Regions from separate parts of the Oryctolagus cuniculus genome. Here region 1 is linked to region 2. The links are chromatin contacts, called in public Micro-C maps. All regions are on one chromosome and are shown on one strand. The core of a region is the stretch at or near the end of the contact, and the rest is flanking DNA. Distances in the headings are between cores, read along the strand shown. Region 1 has its middle 22 kb from the start of MAIP1. Region 2 overlaps AOX3 (aldehyde oxidase 3).

Evidence for each region. A called contact is a pair of places that touch in the nucleus more often than the background predicts.
Region 1: a contact with region 2 is called in a Micro-C map of ear pinna, with 8 times the contacts expected there. The contact joins two enhancer-like sites. A contact is called at or near these places in 5 of 6 Hi-C or Micro-C datasets (ear pinna, embryonic fibroblasts, psoas muscle and 2 more).

Annotation. Positions count from the first base shown.
Region 1 is chr3:40,156,152-40,159,701 of mOryCun1.1, reverse strand. No RefSeq gene overlaps it. Among named protein-coding and RNA genes, the nearest start is that of MAIP1, 22 kb to the left of the region's middle. Within about 2 kb of position 1,606, at least 2 of the 8 cell types and tissues checked have an H3K27ac peak or open chromatin away from gene starts, as enhancers often do. A contact at or near this core is called in ear pinna, where this site is marked.
Region 2 is chr3:39,444,610-39,447,835 of mOryCun1.1, reverse strand. AOX3 (aldehyde oxidase 3) reads left to right here. Exons shown (of 35, transcript NM_001308460.1): 9 at 1,334-1,478; 10 at 1,916-2,008. Among named protein-coding and RNA genes, the nearest start is that of AOX3, 24 kb to the left of the region's middle. Within about 2 kb of position 1,520, at least 1 of the 8 cell types and tissues checked has an H3K27ac peak or open chromatin away from gene starts, as enhancers often do. A contact at or near this core is called in ear pinna, where this site is marked.

The sequences.
Region 1 (3,550 bases), core at 357-2,856, 710 kb before region 2:
GGCTATAGCGGCCATTTGGGGGGTGAACCAACGGAAGGAAGACCTTTCTCTCTGTCTCTCTCACTATCTATCTGTCAAATAAAAAAAAAAAAGAAAGAAAGAATTTACAGTAGCTGAGACAGGCATCTGGTGTACTGCTTAAGATGTGTCCCACATCCAAGGATGTGGGTTCAGCTCTTGGATCTGGCTCCTAACTTCAGCTTTTGGCTAATGAAAACCCTAGGAGGATAGTGATGGCCCAAGTGATTGGGTTTGTGCTACCCACATGGGAGTCCTGGATTGAGTTTCTGGCTCCAGGCTTAGGCCTGACCCATCCTGGTCATTGTAGGCATTTGGGGAATGAACCAGTAGATGGGAGCTCTCTCTCTGTCCCTCTGTGCTCAAATAACTTTTTTAAAAATTACATTATAATGGGGCTGGGCCATGGTGCAATAGGTTAATCCTCTGCCTGCAGCACCAGCATCCCATATGGGCACTGGTTCTAGTCCCGGCTGCCCCTCTTCCAATCCAGCTCTGTGCTATGGCCTGGGAAAGCAGTAGAAGATGGCCCGAGTGCTTGGGCCCCTGCACCCGCATGGGAGTCCTGGCTTCGGATCGGTGCAGCTCCGGCCATTGCAGCCATTTGGGGAGTGAACCAACAGAAGGAAGACCTCTCTCTCTGTTTCTCCTTCTTACTATCTATAACTCTACCTCTCAAATAAATAAATCTTTAAAAAAAATTACACTATAAGACCGGTGACAGGATCTTGTTATTTAAAATGTTCATAAGGAAGTATATAGAAAGACATACCAAATTTTTTTGTTGTTGATATCATTGGTTTTCTTTGTAATTTCCATATTTTATTTGACAAGTTATTCTGGGAAGGAGCCTATGTCCCTCACCAGATTGTCAAAAGGGTTCACAACACCAAAAAAGCATTTAGAACATCTGGCAGAAGGGCTGCCAGGATGGTCTCTGGACAGAAGCAGCGAGCAGTAAAGGGAGTCTTTGTGCTCAGTGATTTTAGTCACGGCTTAGCTCTTGGCCCTTCCTCCTTTTCTGGTGATGTGAATGTGAACATGTGCCACTCTTATATAAAAACCATTAGCCACAATGCTTGAGTATACACAGTCTACATCAGGACGAAATTTGGTGCATTCACAACTGTGTTGCCTGACTACATTTCAGAGCCTCCAGCACGCCTGGCGTCGGGCCTTGGGAAAGAGGAGGCCTTGCTTTTCCAGCTGCTTTCGCCTTTCTGTTATGCTTGATTCATTTCCAGGGCTCAGGAATTTTCTGAAATCAGAGGAGTTTGGCTCCACGCTCAGCAACGAGGTTTGCTCACTTTTCAGCAAGAAGGCCTCAGCAGTGCCGGAGTGCTGCCTCCACGTCCAATCTCCTGCCATCCCTGCAAGAACAGTTGTGAAATACAGAAGGAGGGGAAGAAGTGGGCACTAAGCATAGCTCCTTTCCCTTAGCTTTGCCCCAGGGGAGTGAGGCCACCCTGGGGTGACAAGGACAGACTGGGGTGTCTAGTTTTGCTCACTCACCCTGCCGGCTTATCCCAGGCCTTGGCATCTGAGCACAGAGGAGCCCAGCAAGCTCAGATTGTCACCATAGCACTTCTTTCTCTTCCCTATTTGGAACCTCCTCCCTTCTCTGCTGTGTCATTGTGCTACCCTCCCCCGTGACTCCTCAGGCCTACCCTTCCATTCCTCACTCAAATCTTTTTCTTCCATTCTCTAGAAGAACAACACTGACCCTTGCAGCAGCAATAATTTAAAAAAAAATAGCCTCTGTATTTAAGACATGTAATGTGCATGTCCTGTGTGAGGCACTCTCACTGTACCTTCTTATTTAACACCCTTAACCAGCTATTGTGGGTTGATAATGTCCACACACCTACTTGGATCCTCAAACTTTGACTTGATTTGGGCCTTTGCAGAAGTAGTTACTTAAGGATTAAGAAGAGATCATCCCGGAATAGGGTGGCCCTCAAGGCAATGACTGATGTCCTTTTAAGAAGATGAGAGGGCCAGGAAGTGCAGAGATAGCCAGAGACTGGTGTGATGCTGCCCTAAGCCAAAGAATGCCTGGTGCCACCAGAGCCAGGGGCGGGCTAGGAAGGCTGCTTCCTGGGAGCCTTCTGAAGGAACATGGCACCAAGGGTACCTCAATTTTGGACTTCCATCCCCCAGGACTAGGAGAAAACCTGTTCCTGTTGCTTTAATGCACCGAGTCTGTGGTACTTTGTCACAACATCTTAGAACATTACCAGCATGGCCAATGAGATGGGTGTTTTGTCATCCCCACTTGTCAGATGAAGAAATCCAGGCAAAAAAGCCAAGTAGCTACAAAGATTTGCACTGCGGGGAGAGGACCTGAGACTGAACCCTGACCTAAATGACCCCAGTGCTTTCCAATCTTCATAGTGTTGGTTTTAATTAATTGTTATCCTTTGCTTGTTGATTGATCCATATTCAACTTGCAGGGGGCCATTAGACACCAACTGTGGTAGCTGGGCTGCAAAGAGGAGTGGAGAGTCTCAGAGGCCTCCTGGCTGGTCTGGAGGAGGCTGGCCCAGGAGCGACTCCGCCTCCTCTCTGCTCAGCTCCTCCTGGGCCCGGATGTAGGAAGTCTGCACTGCAGGATCAGTGCCTGGAAAGCTTGGGTCTTCTCCTTTAGCTTTTGTTCCTACCCAAACTAGTGTAGGGGATTCTACAGGTGTTCAAATGAGGGATTAAAGTCTTTCTCTGAGGCAGACCTCTTATCATTACAGTAAGGGCTCTACTTCCCAGTGGATTACATTAGGAACATTTTTATAAGGCCAAAGTGGCAATCTAAAAGTGCTGGCTGAAGTCATCCACTGGAGGAGAACATAGAGGATTTACTTTTGGCCAGATGAACATTTTTTAAATGGGACATTTCTAAGGAAATGGGAGTCTATTCTTACAAAATAAACCAATCCATTTGTGTAGCTCTTACAGATACTGCCCTATTCCATATGCCCTCCCTTCAGTGTGATGTGTTAGTCCCATGGACATTAAACATCTGTGGACCTCAGAGAGCAGCAGCATGGTGCACGGCTGACCTGTGACTTGCCACAGTGAAACTGTCAGGAATTTAAGGATGCCACGGCACTTGGCTGAGTGGCAGGCAGTTTATCAATGTCCCTCTCCTTGTCTTGTCAAGAGTTACAAGAGTTATTATTTAAAAAATAAGATTTCCAAGACAAGATCAATTTTAGTCTTGGCAGTCCTGATACTGTCACTTTAGGTAAAAGTCATCACAAGTTCAAATCCCAGCTCAGTTCATAGCAGGTGGGTATCCTCAGGCAAGTTTTTGAGGTCCCCTGAACTCTGAAATTGTCTCCTGTGACGATGATAACCCATCTCAAGGGATTATGGTAGACTGAAAATTTTAAAGTTAAGCAGGAAATAAAAATAGAAAAAAGCATACAGCAAAAATATGCAAGTAAGTCCCTCCCCAAGTTAATACCCAGGGTTATAGTCAGAAGTAGATATGGCCAGAGAGCTACTTGCCAAAAGCAGGAAATAGATTTTCCAAAGT
Region 2 (3,226 bases), core at 271-2,770:
AGTATTTATCTCATATTTGTCTTTCCCACCTTATTTTTTTTTAAGATTTATTTATTTATTTGAAAGTCATCATTACACAGAGAGAGGAGAGGCAGAGAGAAGAGAGGGAGAGAGAGAGAGAGAGAGAGAGGTCTTCCATCTGATGGTTCACTCCTCAGTTGGCTGCAACGGCAGGAGTTGCGCCGATCTGAAGCCAGGAGCCAAGAGCTTCTTCCGGGTCTCCTACGTGGGTGCAGGGGCCCAAGGACTTGGGCCATCTTCCACTGCTTTCCCAGGCCATAGCAGAGAGCTGGATCGGAAGAGGAGCAGCTGGGACTAGAACCGGTGCCCAAATGGGATCCCAGTGCTTTAGGCCAAGGCGTTAACCCACTGCGCCACGGTGCCAGCCCCATTTCCCACCTTATTTTAAAATTGTTTTATTTTTGACACAGAAAAATTACTCATTTTATGGGATACCATGTGCTGTTTTGATTCAAGTACACTAGTGTAATGTCCACTCAGGGTAGAGAGATCTATCTCCTCAAACACAATCCACCTTGTCACCTGCCACAGCCATTATTTTAGAGAAAAAAATGTAGTCATTCAAGTAACCACTATTCTACTTTTAGATCAGAGAAAAGACCAACTTTAATCTAGTGCTTGAAAACCCGCAATGTTGCTTGGGAAGCAGTAAATGGTTTGTGAGAGGAAGGGCCCCACTGGCTCTAATAAACCCAGCATTTTTTGTTTCCACTGTATTTCCACTGCTCAACAAAACAGCCAGCCTTACTCCATACTTCAGTGAGATCTGAGAACCGAAAGGCTTCTCATATCATCTACTCAAATCCCTAATTTTCAGATATAGCAACCTAGCCTGGAGAGGTTCCAGGGCTTCCCTAAGTCCTCCAGACTACTTAGTGGATAGGCTGGGATTAGAATCTGGCTCCTCCACCTCCAGATGTGGTCAGTGAATTTCCATTCGACAAGCTGGCCTGATAATAAATGGCACACAACCCTCTGTGCAATACAGCTCCCCGTTGGTGTTTTCTTACTATTTGTAACTTAGTCATGATTTCTTCATTTGGAAGTCTGATGTTGTAAATCTCCGTGGGACACAGGATTCTTGTTTGTTTATAAGACTTCATTAAAATCCACTTAGTTCTTTTCAAGCTATAAGAGATGGAAAACAAATCACACAAAAGAGTGGATTTAATTGTAGACAGATGGGAGCGTTGTCCTGCCAGTACCAGCCTTTGTGATCCCTGGTGGGATCCATTGTTCTGTGTGTGAGATGCAATGAAGTCTGTGTATTTTGTCATTGACATCAGCATTAAGTCTGCATTATCTCCTGCAGAGAATGGCAGAAGATCCCCAAAAGAAAGTTCTGACTTTCCACGGGGAGAAGACTACCTGGATTTCCCCAGGAACCCTGGCAGGCCTCCTGGAGCTGAAGATGGAGCACCCCGATGCACCTCTGGTGATGGGGAACACTTCTCTAGGTAGGTAGTGGAGGACCCGGTTCCCTCTTCTCTGTTGAAAATCCCAATTAGTGAAAGTTCTGGAGTCTGCTCAGAAATCCAAACACATACCTGATGATTCAGACTCAACCCCTTGCCTGGTTGATGGCCAACTTGTGACAAGATTAATATCTCTGGTTCCTGAAGAACAGTTTGTCCAGCAGAAGGCGATTAGATTTCTCTGAGGTTACATTTTCCATGCTTTCAGGCATCAGTGACTAGTAAAGCAGCTGTTTCTGTCATAGGGTTCTAGGATGAAGGAATCCACAGATGTTTCACTGCTTGGGTCAGACTCAGTTCAGATGTAGGGGGACTTTGTTTATTAGGCCTATCACAAACACTTCTAAGTCTTAGCATTACTTGCTAAACGAGATCTCAATTGCTTCTCTCCCGCTAACGAGAATTCTTCTATCTTTTAGGGCCTGATATGAAGTTCAAAGGAGTTTCCCCTCCCATTATTATCTCTCCTGCAAGGATTTTGGAATTATTTATTGTGACTAACACAGAAGAAGGTGTGTTCTCATTTACCGTAACACGGTGCTTGTGTTGCAGATGGTTCTGTTAAAGAAAGCTCGGGCTGTTTGACACTAGCCAGATCACAGGGTCATGGGGCTGCGGGAAGACCTCCTTGGCTCTTGTAATGTTGAACCACATCAGCCCTTGGAAAAGACCATGTCCTAGGTTCAGTAAGTCCTGGAGAAGACTGTCCCTCTTGTCTCGAGACTCAAGTCTCTGCGCAGAGCAGGACTTGCCCGATGTTGCTGATTTACCCAGAACCCTTCCAGCTGTCTCTAGCCACCTCAGCTAGTCAAGGAGTGCTCAGCCTGTTTCTTCCCCAGCAGCAGAGGAAAACAGCTAGCACCTTCTCTGCTAAATAGCTCAGGTTTCACCAGGAAGTCTTTTAGTCTCCCTTCTCCAACTCAGCCAAGCCACTGGTGGTGATTGTCCCAAAGCTGCCAAAGACAGGCAGGAATTTTTTTCTTGACAAATTAACACTCAGTTCTTTAGATCCACATTATTTAGAGAAAAATACCAGTGGGGTAAAACCATTTTATTCAACTTAATATTTTAGTTATCATCTTTTGAGATAATTTATTTTAGTTCGCATTATAGTCAAAGGCTTAACACTCCAGTGAGCCAAGAGTTCAACAAATACAAAGTAGAAAGGCCATCATTCAGCAGGGAAGGAGGGAAAGAGGCAAGGACTATAAACCCTAATCAAGGCGGCACCTTGGCTCACTAGGCTAATCCTCCGCCTGTGGTGCCGTCACCCCAGGTTCTAGTCCCAGTCAGAGTGCTGGATTCTGTCCCGGTTGCCCCTCTTCCAGTCCAGCTCTCTGCTGTGGCCCGGGAGGGCAGTGGAAGATGGCCCAAGTGCTTGGGCCCTGCACCCCATGGGAGACCAGGAGAAGCACCTGGCTCCTGGTTTCGGATTGGTGCAGTGCACCAGCCATGGAGGCCATTTGAGGGGTGAACCAACGGAAGGAAGACCTTTCTCTCTGTCTCTCTCTCTCACTGTCTAACTCTGCCTGTCAAAAAACAAAACAAAACAAAAAAACCCTAATCAAATGAAAAGATGCTCAACTGCAATCACATAAAGTCAGTTTTAAAATAGTCACAAAATCATGAAAACTATAGAATACCAGTATAAAATGCCTATCAGTTTGCTTGACAAAGATTTAAAACAAAGTGTGACCATTTTTTAAACACTCATTTGTTTATTAACTTTA